Regions from separate parts of the Mus musculus genome. Here region 2 is linked to region 1. Evidence: chromatin contacts called from public HiChIP or PLAC-seq data. All regions are on one chromosome and are shown on one strand. The core of a region is the stretch at or near the end of the contact, and the rest is flanking DNA. Distances in the headings are between cores, read along the strand shown.

Region 1 (6,855 bases), core at 1,085-3,584:
ATTCCCAACTTAAAGGGCCAGTAAATATCTTCAACAAAATTATAGAAGAAAACTTCCCAAGCCTAAAGAAAGAGATGCCCATGACCATACAAGAAGCCTACAGAACTCTAAATAGACTCGACCAGAAAAGAAATTCCTCCCTTCACATAATAGTCAAAACACCAAATGCACTAAACAAAGAAAGAATATTAAAAGCAGTAAGGGAAAAAGGTCAAGTAACATATAAGGCCAACCTATCAGAATTACACCAGGCTTCTCCCCAGAGACTATGAAAGCTAGAAGATCCTGGGCAGATCTCATATAGAACCTAAGAGAACACAAATGCCAGCCCAGACTACTATACCCAGCAAAACTCTCAATTATCATAGAGGGAGAAACCAAGATATTCCATGACAAAACCAAATTTACACAATATCTTTCCACAAATCCAGCCCTACAAAGGATAATAGATGGAAAACATCAACACAAGGAGGGAAACTACACCCTAGAAGAAGCAAGAAAGTAATCTTTCAACAAACCCACACAAACATAATTCCACCTCTAACAAGAAAATTAACAGGAAGTAACAATCACTTTTTCTTAATATCGCTTAATATGAAAATTAATATTACCAACATATCCTAATTGATTGAAATTCAAAAATATGAGGAATTAGAAATTTGTCGGTTGTTATCCCATGGTCTCTCTAATTTGGTAATGGGAGAAATAGGTCCAATATTGTACAATCCATATACACTTTCTGCTTGTTTGTATATGACAGGGTCTTGCTCTGTGCCACATAATGGTCTTGAAATCATGCTTCTCCTATCTCAGTCTCTCTATTTGTAGGATTGTTTATTTGATGTTTTAACTCTATATTATGGTTTTCAGAACAGCTTACATATTTCAAAATTGTTTATACAACCAAAAGAAATGTAGACATTTAATTTGGGAGGCGGCTTGTAAGAGAACAGTAAACAGTGAGACAGAAGGCTTTGCTTGATATTTACAATTATTGTATCAATTTTGAAGAAGAGGACTTTATAAGTTACTCTTACTCTGAGATGAATGCGTTTCAAAATCATCACAGCCAATGAACCAGAATCTTACCCTCACTTAATGTCTGTGCCACCCTCTAAGCAGAACCATTGTTCATTGAAACAGTTGATGAATGACTTCATAGGTAGACCATCTTAATACACACACCATTTCTTAAATGAATGTAACCTGTTCCCTGCAGGCTGAGAATGATGACAATCACACAAGTGAAATAGCTTTGACTGTAGCAGGAAATCTGTATCCAAAAATCATGCCTACAATTCATTCCTTGACCCAGCAGAACTGTCAACTCTTAGCTTAGCTACTATGGAGGTAAAATGTTTTGGTGATGTGAGGGACATTCAAGTACAGCCTTATTACAATGAACTTCAATATCCAAAAACTGTTCTTATTTTGTGTTTGTACCACAGTAAGAGCCAAGATTTTAAGCTCTACTAAAAACAAAATAAACAAAAAGACTTTATTTATGTTCATTTAATAAACTAATAGCGATATATTATTTTAAAATATCATACAGTTAATATATTTGGAGTTATTTGAAATTTATATTGAGAAAAATGTATGTATTTTCAGCATTGCTATAGACAAACATCTACATAAGACTGTTCAATTGATTGTTGTTTTATATCAAACAACTTTTATAATACTCATTTTTATTGTTACAATATTTTATAAATTTTAAAGAATATGATAAAAATGAAAGGTATTATAGGTTTTGAAGTGGGGAGCTCTCCAGGAGGAGTTGGGGTACAAAAGGGAAAGAAGAATGTGATGTAAATCTATCTACTCAAAATATGGTTTTAAATGTTAACAAGTTCAAATAAATTGAAATTATATATCTTTTCTCATCATAATGCAATAAAACTTAAATCAAAGGGGAAAAAAAAGGAGAAGAAACTTTAGTTTGCTATGTTATATCTATCAGTCTGTGGTCACTTGGTTGGTGCTGTTGCTTTGGGCCTATACTGGCATGGTAGACCATGGTGTAGGCATTCAGGGAAAGCCTTCTGTCCTCATGGTGGTCAGGAGAAGAGAAGAGGAGAAGGAGGAGGAGAAGGAGGCGGAGGGGGAGAGCTGGTGGCCAAAGTCTCAAGGGTACATTCTCCTCAACCTAATATCCCCCCATTACTAAATTCCATCTCTTACAGAGTCTACTGCCTCCCAATAGCTGAGCAAGCTACTGGCCTAATCCTTAACCGTGCAGACCATTAGGGAACATTCTAGATCCAGAATATAGCCACAATTAAATGCAGACTAATGTACCCCAATGCCGTATGAGAGACACTTCTGTGCAGAGCTTCACTATCTGGACACTTCCTCTTTCTTATCCTACAGTTTCAAGGTTAACCTTTTCTTAGGAGTATCTAGAAAAGCATATCGAGAGAACTCTTGCTGTACAGGCACAGGAACCTGTGCTTGGATCCCCAGCATCCACAGGAAAGATGCCTGCAAGCCTAGTGTTGAAGGGAGACAGGCAGACAGTGACAGGCAGACAAGGAGGGGTCAGCTTTGCTTTGGTCTGGGGAGGTGAGGCAATGAAAACCCAGGCTGGCTAAAGAGGAAACAGAGCAGCAGCTGTCATGGTTCACATCCCTGGCAGCCGGCCATGGGCTCTACAAACATAGAAGAGACCTTTCACTAGGCAAGGCACCAGCAAAGGGCTGGCCTAAGGGACTTGGACAATGCCTCACAGAAAGCTTCATCACAGCAGGGGGCCCAGAAGGCAGCCAAGCATCCTCAAGTGGCTAGCCTTCTAGACAATGAAGAGCCCAAGGAACTGAGGTTGGGCTGAGAGAAGGGGGCTCTGTGGGCTTGGTGACTGGAAGCCATGGGGTGACTGGGGTCAGGAGTAGCAGACGCTGGCAAATCACTGTGAAGACATGACAGAACATGATAAGTTGGTAAGCAGATGAGAGTTGAGAGCCAAAAGCTCTGTCTCCCAAGGCCTTGGTACTGCTGTGCCCATTATCCACCCATAGGGACCAAGATGAACCCCCCAGAGAGACAATCAGAGAGAGAGGAAAATACAGAAATTCAGTTTGGGGTTGTTAGTTTGTTTTGTTGTTCATTTTGTTTTGTTTGTTTTTTTGTCATCTGAGACTAGGTTTCACCATGTAGCCTTGGCTAGCCTAGAGCTTGCTACGTAGACCAGGGTGGCCTCAAATATATAGAAATCTGCCCGTTTGCCCCTGCCCCTGCCCCTGCCCCTGCCCCTGCCCCTGCCTCTCTGCCTCCCTGCCTCTCTGCCTCCCAAGCTCTGGGATTTAAATGTATGTGCTGCCATGCTCATTTCGGGAAAGTGTAAGTGCTAAGACAAACATTACATTGAACTGATAGGTATCTCGTGGTAATAAATGATTGTAGTTTATTTTACCTGAGATAATATGTACAGTATTATATACATTCCATATCTATTATGAAATGTTTAGCTTCTGAAGACTGGATTTAAATATTTCAAAAGGAAAAAAAATCTGAGGATTCTTGGTGTGCTACACCAGTAAACACGATGTAGCACACTCGGGCAGATAAGAAATTGAAACTTAACAACATCAAGTTTTGCTTCCCTCGAAGAGAGTGAGAGGCAGGCAGCTGAGGACTGCTGGGTGACCCCTGGCTCGGAACGTGATCCGAGATTCTAAGAGTGTTCCGGAACAACCCTCCTGAGATCACAGCCCTGCTTCTAGGGCTCTTCTGGATCACCAAAGCTGAACCACTAACAGAGAACTTCCCAGGGTGACCCCATGACCATACAGGAAATGCATAACACACCAACAGTGGCCTGGAGCCTGATCGCTGCTCTGTGTCAGACAGAGCGACCAGCCTTTGTGCGATGGACCTGAGACCTTCTCAGTGTGTCGGAAGAAACAGTGGAGCTTTCCTATGCCCTGCCCTCTTTATAGATAAAAAGACTTCTGAGACGGGCATGGTGATACTGTTGCCAGAAGTTTTAGTCTTTGAGCCTTTGCAGTTCTAACAAGCTAGGCTGTTCACCATACACCAACTAAATACACAAGTGACATTAATTGAAAACAGGGAAGGGGGGAGAGCGTTGCTCAATATGGGCACATGGGGGAGAGGAATAAATACCGAGGCCCAGGGACCCCTGCATCCATCTTCAGATGCGCCGGCATAGCTTAGTTTCCAAAGAGGACAGCAAGCGTGCACAGCTCAGCAGCCCAAAATCAGCTGTGGTTCCCCAATCCCTGACCCACGGTTATCTTGATGGGTCCCTCCTGCAAAGCAGTCTGCTAACCATGCAGAACTGTGTGAAAGTTATCCCTGGAAACCAAGCTTGTCTCCTGACAGGCACCTGGCTTCAGCCTTTTCTTCCCCAGAATGGTTTCTGGGGAAATTGCAATTCCTTGGGGATCCTTGCTTGAGTATCTGGTAGGCAAATGTTTCTATCGAGATGCTTACAGTATGTATATAGCTATGACAGAGGCAAGAGGATTGGGATCCTAGACACATGGTAGAAATCCAATCTCAATCAATCAATCAATCAATCAATCAATAATCCAATCTCAATAAATAAATAAATAAATAAATAAATAAATAAATAAATAAATAAATAAATGATTTTTAAAAAATCCTCTAAGGAAAAGCAGATTCTGCTCCCAAAATGCTACATTCCATTCTTGGTCCAGCAGGAGCTTTCTGTAACTCCCAGTCGGCATAGCACTAGCAATCCTCTCTCACTTAGTCTCTGAAAGCTATAGCCAACCTAGAGGTAGGCAGTTCTGCTCTGAGGGCCTCATGGTGCTGTCAGTTGGTACTTCTGTGTGACCCTGTTCTACTTGCTAAAGGACTCTGTCCCATCCTGGCCTCTGGGCATTGGATCTAAGCAAGTCTCCAACCAAGCCTTCTCCTAATTTGCAGACTTGCCACAAGCCTCTTTGAACTACCTTCTTGTGGTATGCACAAATTTTGGCCACATCGTTCGTAGCGTTTGTCTCAGTATTAGTTCAACTGGTGGCTCTGTGCCCTACTCTCTGTACCACTTGGCCATTTGTTATTCTGGTGTTCCATTGCCAAGGGGAATAGGAAACTGCAGAAGACTCACAATCAGCCCAGTACTCTGCATGGCAAGCCCTGTGTTGATCTCCCAGTACTGAGTTGGGGTACAAGGCTACATCCCCAGGCTATGATTCCCGGGATCACAAGGCAGGAGTGGTTTCTACATTTATAAATGACTGAGAAGAAATAAAATTAAAATAATCTGGGGGGCACACAAAAAGTAAAGGATTGAAGAGATAGCTTAACAGTTAAGAGCACTGACCACTCTTACACAGGACCAGGTTCAGTTCCCAGCACCAGGTGGCAGCTCACCACTGTCCCTTGGATCTGACTCCCTCTTCTAGCCTCTGCAGGCATTGCAGCAGTCATACATGCGGGCAAACTCTCAAATGTATCAAATAAAATATTTCTTTTTTGTAAAGTTCAATTTTCCGTGTCCATAAGGGTCTGTGAGAACATAGTCGTATGTGTTCCTTTGACTGCTCTTAATGCTTCTATGGTTCCAAGAGACTTGAAGCCTACAAAACTGAAAATTTTTATTGTCTTGCCTTCTGCAGTAAAAAGTTGTTGACTAACCTCTGACCCAGGTTAAGCCCTCCCTGGCCCGATGGGTCTGTGTCTCAAAGGTGCACAGAATAGTGGGGGAGAGTAACTGGAGCAACTTCTACCAGGAGCCAAGCATTCTGCAGAGTTGGGCCGTTGGTTTTCAACTCTTATCTAACTCAGTCTCCTTGGCTTCTCTTTTCTCTAGACCTGGAACTGTTTTCTTCTTTCTTGTGACTACTTGTCCAGAGCTTTGAAATTTAACACTCAGTTAGGAATGCATATATATTCCTACATGTACCTACATAACAACAATTAATGGAGAGACTATGAATTTGAAAAATAGCAAGGGGTAGGTTTATAGGAGGGCTTGAAGAAAAGGAAGGGGGAAATTATGTAGTTATGATTATTTCACGACATAGAAGAAAAAATTTAAACTCCTTTAAAAATAATCCCCTCATGGCTTTGCCATGACTCACTATTTGGTCCCAACTATCAATGTCCCTATCTCTGGGCATACTAGCAAATCTTTTTATTACTTGCTGAAATTTCCCAGAAAGAAATGGAACTAACCGTCTTTTGCATCTAAGTCTGTTGGGTTATGAGTTAAGCAAATGACTGACTTCTGAACGGGCAGGGTCACAAAGGGCAGAGTATATCCCGAAGCTGTCCTTTGGGCTTCCCCTAGTAGGGTGTGGAAATGGCAGGAAATGAGAATAATTTGCTTACTATGCAAAGATGCATGTAAAATTAATACTATGCATAAATTCACTGGTCAAGCTTGAGAGCAAAGATGGGAGGAAAAAAAGAGAAAGAGCCCATGAACCCATGAATAGTAAGTAGCATTAGAGTTAAGAGAGCCAGGGCTGCTGCTGTAGCTTGCTGGTGAAACACTTGGCTAGATTGAGTTCCTAGTTCCAACCTCCATTATTGCCTCCACCTGCTCACCAGGAAGGAAGGAAGGAAGGAAGGAAGGAAGGAAGGAAGGAAGGAAGGAAGGAAAGAGTCAAGGGAAGCTGTTGTTAGCAGGACTGTTTTTTGCAGCGGTAGCCAGGAAGGCAATATGGCTACAGAAGTCAGCAGCAGTAGGCTACGTGTTATATCCAGGGGTTTCATGGAAGCCAGACAAGCAGGAAAACAGGTGGTGCATACGTAATATACCAAGAATCAGGCAGTACGTGTCTCCTCCCTGGGAAATATGTTAGAGACCTACAAAGCAGAGCAATTATAGCTAGTCAAGTTCTCCAAATTGAAGAGAAA
Region 2 (7,046 bases), core at 1,601-4,100, 100 kb before region 1:
ATCTACCAGGGGATGCACTTTTTCACTGTTATTGTTTGTTTGTTTGTTTTCCTTTTTTATTATTAGGTGTTTTCTTCATTTACATTTCCAATGCTATCCCAAAAATCCCCCGTGCCCATCCCCCCACTCCCCCCTCCCCACTTCTTGACCCTGGCTTTCCCCTGTACTTAGGCATATAAAGTTTGCAAGACCAATGGGCCTCTCTTTCCACTGATAGCCCACTAGGCCATCTTTTGATACATATGCAGCTAGAGACACGAGCTCCCGGGGTACTGGTTAGTTCATATTGTTGTTCCACCTATAGGGTTGCAGATCCCTTTAGCTCCTTGGGTACTTTCTCTAGCTCCTCCATTGGGGGCCCTGTGTTCCATCCAATAGCTGACTGTGAGCATCCACTTCTGTGTTTGCTAGGCCCCAGCATAGTCTCACAAGAGACAGCTATATCAGGGTCCTTTCAGCAAAATCTTGCTAGTGTATGCAATGGTGTCAGCGTTTGGAGGCTGATTATGGGATAGATCCCCGGGTATAGCAGTCTCTAGATGGTCCATCCTTTTGTCTCAGCTCCAAACTTTGTCTCTGTAACTCCTACCATGGGTGTTTTGTTCCCAATTCAAAGAAGGGGCAAAGTGTCCACACTTTGGTCTTCATTCTTCTTGAGTTTCATGTGTTTTGCAAATTGTATCTTATATCTTGGGTATTCTAAGTTTCTGGGCTAATATCCACTTATCAGTGAGTACATATCAGGTGAGTTCTTTTGTGATTGGGTTACCTCACTCAGGATGATGCCCTCTAGGTCCAACCATTTGCCTAGGAATTTCATAAATTCATTCTTTTTAATAGCTGAGTAGTACTCCATTGTGTAAATGTACCACATTTTCTGTATCCATTCCTCTGTTGAGGGGCATCTGGGTTCTTTCCAGCTTCTGGCTATTATAAATAAGGCTGCTAAGAACATAGTGGAGCATGTGCCCTTCTTACCAGTTGGAACATCTTCTGGATATACCAACAGCCATGTTGGAGTCTATGGCCCTGCTTCAGGCAGAGGCCATGTTGATGTGAAGTGGGAATTTCTGATTTCTTTGGAGGCTCAGTTGTGTCATGTGATGTTTTTCTGGAAACGGTCTTATGGAGAGGATGTTTTACTAAAGCAGACACATGAGAGGATGTTTCGCTGAGAACAACCACACACATAAGGTGTTTTTCTGGAAGCTGCCTAATGAAGGGCATGTGATGGTTTGCTGGTGCCGATGCTTGAGAGGGCACATGATGTTTGGAAAGAGTTTGATTAAAACCCAACACGCAGTGGACAATTCTCTTGCATTGGTTCCCCTTGCTTTCTTTGCTGATCGCCTGTAATGATTTAATGGAGAGAAATTCACCAAAGAACTTCTGGTGGTATTCTGGTCGCTTCCACAGTCTCAAAGTGCCAATGAGCAGATCCTCACAGTTTCTTCTGGATCGAGCAGCTACTACTGATTCATGTTTGGTGTTTTACTAGTGGACTGGACTTCTGACAACAAAAATTTTAAAAATAGTTCTGACAAAGAACTATTTCTAAACAGGTCCACAGCCTTGTTTCCTATTACCCTTTCTTTTCCCTACCTCTGGTGGGTGGTGGGCTAGAAGGGAGATCGAAGCATTTTCAAAAACATAAAGTAGGGGTCACCTTGGGCGCTGAGTCGTCAGACACCCCCAAGGTCCCCTAGAGGTCTCTCCACACGATCTTGGGACCACCAGTGAGTGGAACACAACTTCTATCCCAATCCAATCGCATGGGACCTGAGACAGCATTAGGGAAGCAGAAAAGCCAGCCTGGCCAGGGTCACAAATCCCTCCCGATCTCAGAAGACTGTTATTGTTTTTTTGAGGCAAGGTCTCGCTACATAGCTCTGCCTGTCCTGGAACCCATTCATAAACAAGGCTGGCCTTGAACTAACACCTGCTCCTGCCTCCTGAAGGGCTACACTCTTGTAGAAAACTGACCCTTCCCTTTCAGCAGCTAGCAGTTGGCAATAGTTCCTCGGCTAGGGGTGGAACTTCATGCCCATCTCCCTTCTCGTGCTGGATTTGATCTGGCTTGGGCTCGTACAGCCTTGTGTATGCTGTCGGTAGCCACCGTGAGCACATGTGTGCTGTTCTGCTGTGTCCAGGGACACTGTTCCCTTGTTATCACCCCACCACCTCTGGCTCTTAGCAATTTTCCCATTCCCTCTTCCACAATGACCCTGCGCCTCTGGAGGGGGGAGTGGTATACATGTTCCTTGTAGGGCTGAGCTTTCTACAGTCTCTTATCTTCTGCACTGTTAGCCAGTTGTGGGACTCTGTTGATCATTATGATGTTTTAGTACTATGCCAATTTCTCAGAATAATAGTTGAGTGACCCTAACAGGCCCAACCACGGCAAACATGGCCTCCCCTCCTCTCTCCTTGCTAAACCACTAGACTTCCTTATCTAGCCACTTCCTCATTCCTGAAACTGGCCACCAAGACCTGGCTCCTTATCTGGTTACTTCCTCATTCCTGAGGCTGACCACCAAGGTCCAGCTATCAAACTTCCCTGTCTGGCTACATTAACTAACATGTCCACTCAGGACTTACCAACTCATCCTAGCACGGACTTCTTTCTCTTTTTTTCTCCTTAAAAGCCACCCCTGCCAAGTCACCTGCCGCTGTTTCTGTCTGATTCAGATTCAGCCATTGTAGCTCCATCTTGCTTGACAAAGGATCTCTTTGTGTTGAAAACTGGTGTTTGGGCATGATCTGTGCTCCGCGGTCCAGAAGACAGCACTCCTTGATGCGGGGAGGGGTAGGGGGATGTTCAATAGTAATAGGTTCTCTCTATGGCCTATGATCTGTCTGACCACAGGTTCTCAGCCTGATAATAGGCCAGGTATGAGCTCCTCTTTGTGGAGCAAGCCTGAGAGAGTGGTTGGTTACACCCGTGACATCATTAGTGGGCGTGTCTTGTTCAGTCCGATGTTACCGTAGCTCACAGGCTTTACAGCTGGGTATGCTTTCTTTTCTCCTCTGGATAGCCTATAGAAATGAAATTTCTAAGTGTATACCACCTTGATTTCAATAAGATCTGTGATGCAAGTATGTGCTGTCTCCAGCAGCGGTCTTACCATCGGGTTCTAGAGAATGACAAGCAGCACTGGCTATTGCCTGTGATGTCTGGAACCGCACTGGCCAGCAACCCCAAAATAATAATAATAATAATAATAATAATAATAATAATAATAATAATAAATTTTTTGAAGAGCCACTGCCATTTTTATTTGTTAGCCTCTCGTGTCTTGGGTGTACATTGTTGCTCTGCTATAGGAGAAATCTACCTTTCCTATCTTTACTAAATGCATGTATGCAGTTGTACTTTAGGAAGTTTCTACAGATGTAGCTCTCATTGCAACCTGTTGACAGATAGTGAGTGTTATTTATCCCTTCCCAGTTCCCTCTTTCATTCTTCCCTCTTCTCCCCACCCCAATTTATCCCTTCTTGTTCTACAATTCTCTTTTAAACTTTTACACCCGCAGTCTCTGTTTCCTCTGCTGAAAGCCCCTCTCCATGACCTCTTAGTAGTTTCCTGACCTCTGTGGTATTCCAAATGAAACAAACATATCTAAAGAGTCAAAGCTAACATCTACAAATGAGAGAACGCATGCAGCATTTGTCTTTCTGAGCCTGAGTTTACCTTCACTCGCCATATCTGTTTTTAGCTCCGTTTATTTCCCTGCAAATTTCATAATTTAATTTAATATTTTTGAGATGTATCTATTATGTGTTTGAGTGTTTGCCTACACGTATGTGCACTTGTACATATTGTGCCCATGGGGGCCAGAAAAAGGTACTGGACTCCCAAGAACTGGAGTTATACTTGTGAGCTGCCACATGGATGCTGGAAATTTAACCTGTGTCTTCTGGAAGAGCAGCCAATACTCTTAAGTTCTGAGCCATCTCTTCAGCCCCATTTTCATTTTTTGATATCGTAGTAATATTCCATCATATAAATGTACCACATTTTCATCCTCCATCTATCCAACAGTGAATGGACACCTCGGCAGTTTGCACTTCCTGGCTATTATGAACAGAGCAGCAATGGGCACAAACAAGCAAGTGTCTGTAGTAAGATATCAAGAGCATTGAGTAGTATAGTATAGTACAGTACAGTATAAGATAGTATAGACCAGGAACTCGATAACTGAATCATGAGGTAGGTCTCTGTTTAGCTTTTGAGGAGCCACCACACTGATTTTCATGGCAGCTGCACCAGTTTGCATGCCCACTAGCAATGAATAAGAATCTCCTTTCCCCATATCATGCCAATATTTACTGTTTGCTTGTTTTTAATCTTAAGATATTTTGATTGGGAAAAGATGAATACTCAAGACAGTTTTAATGTGCATTTCCTTGATGGCTATGGATAATGAACCTAAAAATCATCTCATTTATTTTTCATATTTTGAGAACTCTGTTTAGTTCCATGCTCCATTTTTATTCTATTGCTTGTCTTTTTATGCTTAATTATTTTATCTCTTTATATATTTTAGATAATAACCTTATGTCTAGTGGATAATTGGTTTAAAAAAATTCCATTCTGTGAACTTTCTCTTTGTTAGTGTGATGGTGTCCTTTTCTATATAGAAACTTTTTAGTTTCATGAGGTACCACTTATTAATTGTTGATCTATATGCCTGCACTATTGGGTTCTTGTTCAGAAAGCCCTTGCCTATGTCAATAAATTTAAGTTTATCCTCTATTTTTGCTCTATCACAATCAGGGTATCAGGTGTTATGTTGAGTCCTTGACCTGTTTGAGTTGAGATTTGTGCAGGATGAGAGATGAGGATTGGGGTTCATTTTTCTACACATATATACAACTTGACCAGAACATTTGTTGAAGATTCTGTCCTTTTTCTAATTTATAGTGTGGGTTTCCAAAGAAATTATCCCATTACTTTTAAATTTGCCCTCAGGCAAGTTCTTAGGACAAGGACAGAAAGCAGCCACATCCTTATTAATAATACAAGGAGAGTCTCTAGTCCAGACCCCCTCTGAAACCTCTTGATGTAGACTGGCTGAGTCTGCATGTTTCTAAGAAGCTGTCTTCTCTACGCTCTCCCTAAGATGGTCCACTAAGCTCTGCTTTCAATCTTCAACCACTTTTCCAGCCTGACACCCCTGATTTATTCATAGTCCTGCAAACCAACATGCTCAGGACCATCAGAGCAATATTCTACTCCCTGGTACTAACTTTTTCTGAGCTGCTTTTCTATTTCTGTGATAAAACATCATGACAAAGGCAATTTATAGAAAAAGTTGACTTGAGAATCACAGTTCCAAAGAGATGAGTTCTCCATCATAGTGACAGGTGTGACAGGTGTGACAGCCAGCAGACAGAGGTGGCCCTGGAGAAGGAACTCACCTCAGTCTACAAGTAAGAAACACACAGAATGGTGTAAGTCTTTTGAACCCCTTAAGCTTGTTCCCAGTGGCATACTTCATGGTCACACTTCCTAATCATCCCCAAACATCCACCAACTGAGGACCAAGTATCTAAATGCCTGAGACTTATGGAGGGCCTCTCATTCAAGCCCTCTGTCTTAGTCAGGGTTTCTATTCCTGGACAAAACATCATGACCAAGAAGCAAGTTGGGGAGAAAAGGGTTTATTTGGCTTACACTTCCATACTGCTGTTCATCACCAAAGGAAGTCAGGACTGGAACTCAAGCAGGTCAGGAAGCAGGAGCTGATACAGAGGCAGTGGAGGGATGTTCTTTACTGGCTTGCCTCCCCTGGTTTGCTCAGCCTGCTCTCTTATAGAACCGAAACTACCAGCCCAGAGATGGCACCACCCACAAGGGAACCTCCCGCTTTGATCACTAATTGAGAAAATGCCTTACAGCTGGATCTCATGGAGGCATCTCCCTAACTGAAACTCCTTTCTCTGTGATAACTCCAGCTGTGTCAACTTGACACAAAACCAGCCAGTACACCCTCACAATATATAGGAAGAATAATGATTTTTGTTCATTAATTTGTGTCCTGCTACTTTTCTTGATGGACTTATCAGCTGTACAAGGTTATGGTGGAGTCTTAAGTGTATTTTATAGAGACACATCATCTGCAAATAAAGACACTTCAATCCTTCGTTCCCTGCTTGTCTTCGGTATTGTCTTTATTTATTGCTCTAGCTAAGTCCTCACATTCGACAGGAGGAGAGTGAGCATCCTTGTGTTGTTTCTGATGTCAGTGGAAATGCTTTAGAGTTTTTAAGCTGATGCTGGCCGTGGGTGCTCTGTATATTGCCCTCTATATTGAGATATGCCCACTATATCCCTGTTTTCTTTAGGACTTTAATTATGAATGGATGCTAGATTTTGTCAAAGGCCTTTTCCACATCTGTCTTTTAGTCTGTTTATATGGTGAACTATGCTTGTTGATTTTATATATATTGAACCATCCCTACATCTTCAAGATGAAGCCAACTTGATCATGTTGAATAATTTTTGGTGTTTTTTTTTTTCAGTTTGCCAGTATTTCATTGAGAATTTTTGTATCTCCCTTCATTAGAGATAATGGTCTATAATTCACTTTTTTTGCTATGTCTTTGTCTAGTTTTTATATAAGGGTAATGCTAGCTTCATAAGAGAAATTTGGAAATATTTCTTCTCTCCTATTTTGCAGAATACACATAAATATATTTAGGACTGCAATATACTATTGGTGGATTTTTCCTCTAGTGAATATAAAATGTACTTCCTTATCTCTTCCGGTTGGGTCTATTTTGTCAGATATTAGAGAAGCTACACATGCTTTTCAGTTTTTTCCATCATTTATCCTAAGGAAATGTCTGTCACTGGATGTGAAGTGTGTTTCTTGGGGACAGCAAAAACCAGATACATCTCCTAATCCGTTCTGTTAGTCTGTGTTCCCTTTTTTTTTTTCTTCTTCTTTTTTTTTTTTTTTTTTTTTTTTTTTTTTTTTTTTTTGGTGTGTGTGTGTTAGTTCAAAGGTAAATTTAAGCTCACCGTGTAGCTGATGATGAC

The links. HiChIP or PLAC-seq counts read pairs in DNA pulled down with a chosen protein or histone mark.
Region 2: a contact with region 1 is called in an H3K27ac HiChIP or PLAC-seq map of microglia, with 3 times the contacts expected there. The contact joins two enhancer-like sites. A contact is called at or near these places in 2 of 484 Hi-C or Micro-C datasets (granulocyte-monocyte progenitors and nephron progenitors) and 4 of 115 datasets of contacts at active chromatin or transcription factors (the HPC-7 cell line, the SCID.adh cell line, microglia and 1 more).

What each region holds. Positions count from the first base shown.
Region 1 is chr10:43,747,975-43,754,829 of GRCm38.p6, reverse strand. The region is part of intron 1 of 1700027J07Rik (RIKEN cDNA 1700027J07 gene); the gene reads right to left. Among named protein-coding and RNA genes, the nearest start is that of 1700027J07Rik, 5.2 kb to the right of the region's middle. Within about 2 kb of position 2,334, at least 105 of the 459 cell types and tissues checked have an H3K27ac peak or open chromatin away from gene starts, as enhancers often do. A contact at or near this core is called in the HPC-7 cell line, granulocyte-monocyte progenitors and microglia, where this site is marked.
Region 2 is chr10:43,852,000-43,859,045 of GRCm38.p6, reverse strand. No RefSeq gene overlaps it. Among named protein-coding and RNA genes, the nearest start is that of 4933404K13Rik, 30 kb to the right of the region's middle. Within about 2 kb of position 2,850, at least 63 of the 459 cell types and tissues checked have an H3K27ac peak or open chromatin away from gene starts, as enhancers often do. A contact at or near this core is called in the HPC-7 cell line, granulocyte-monocyte progenitors and microglia, where this site is marked.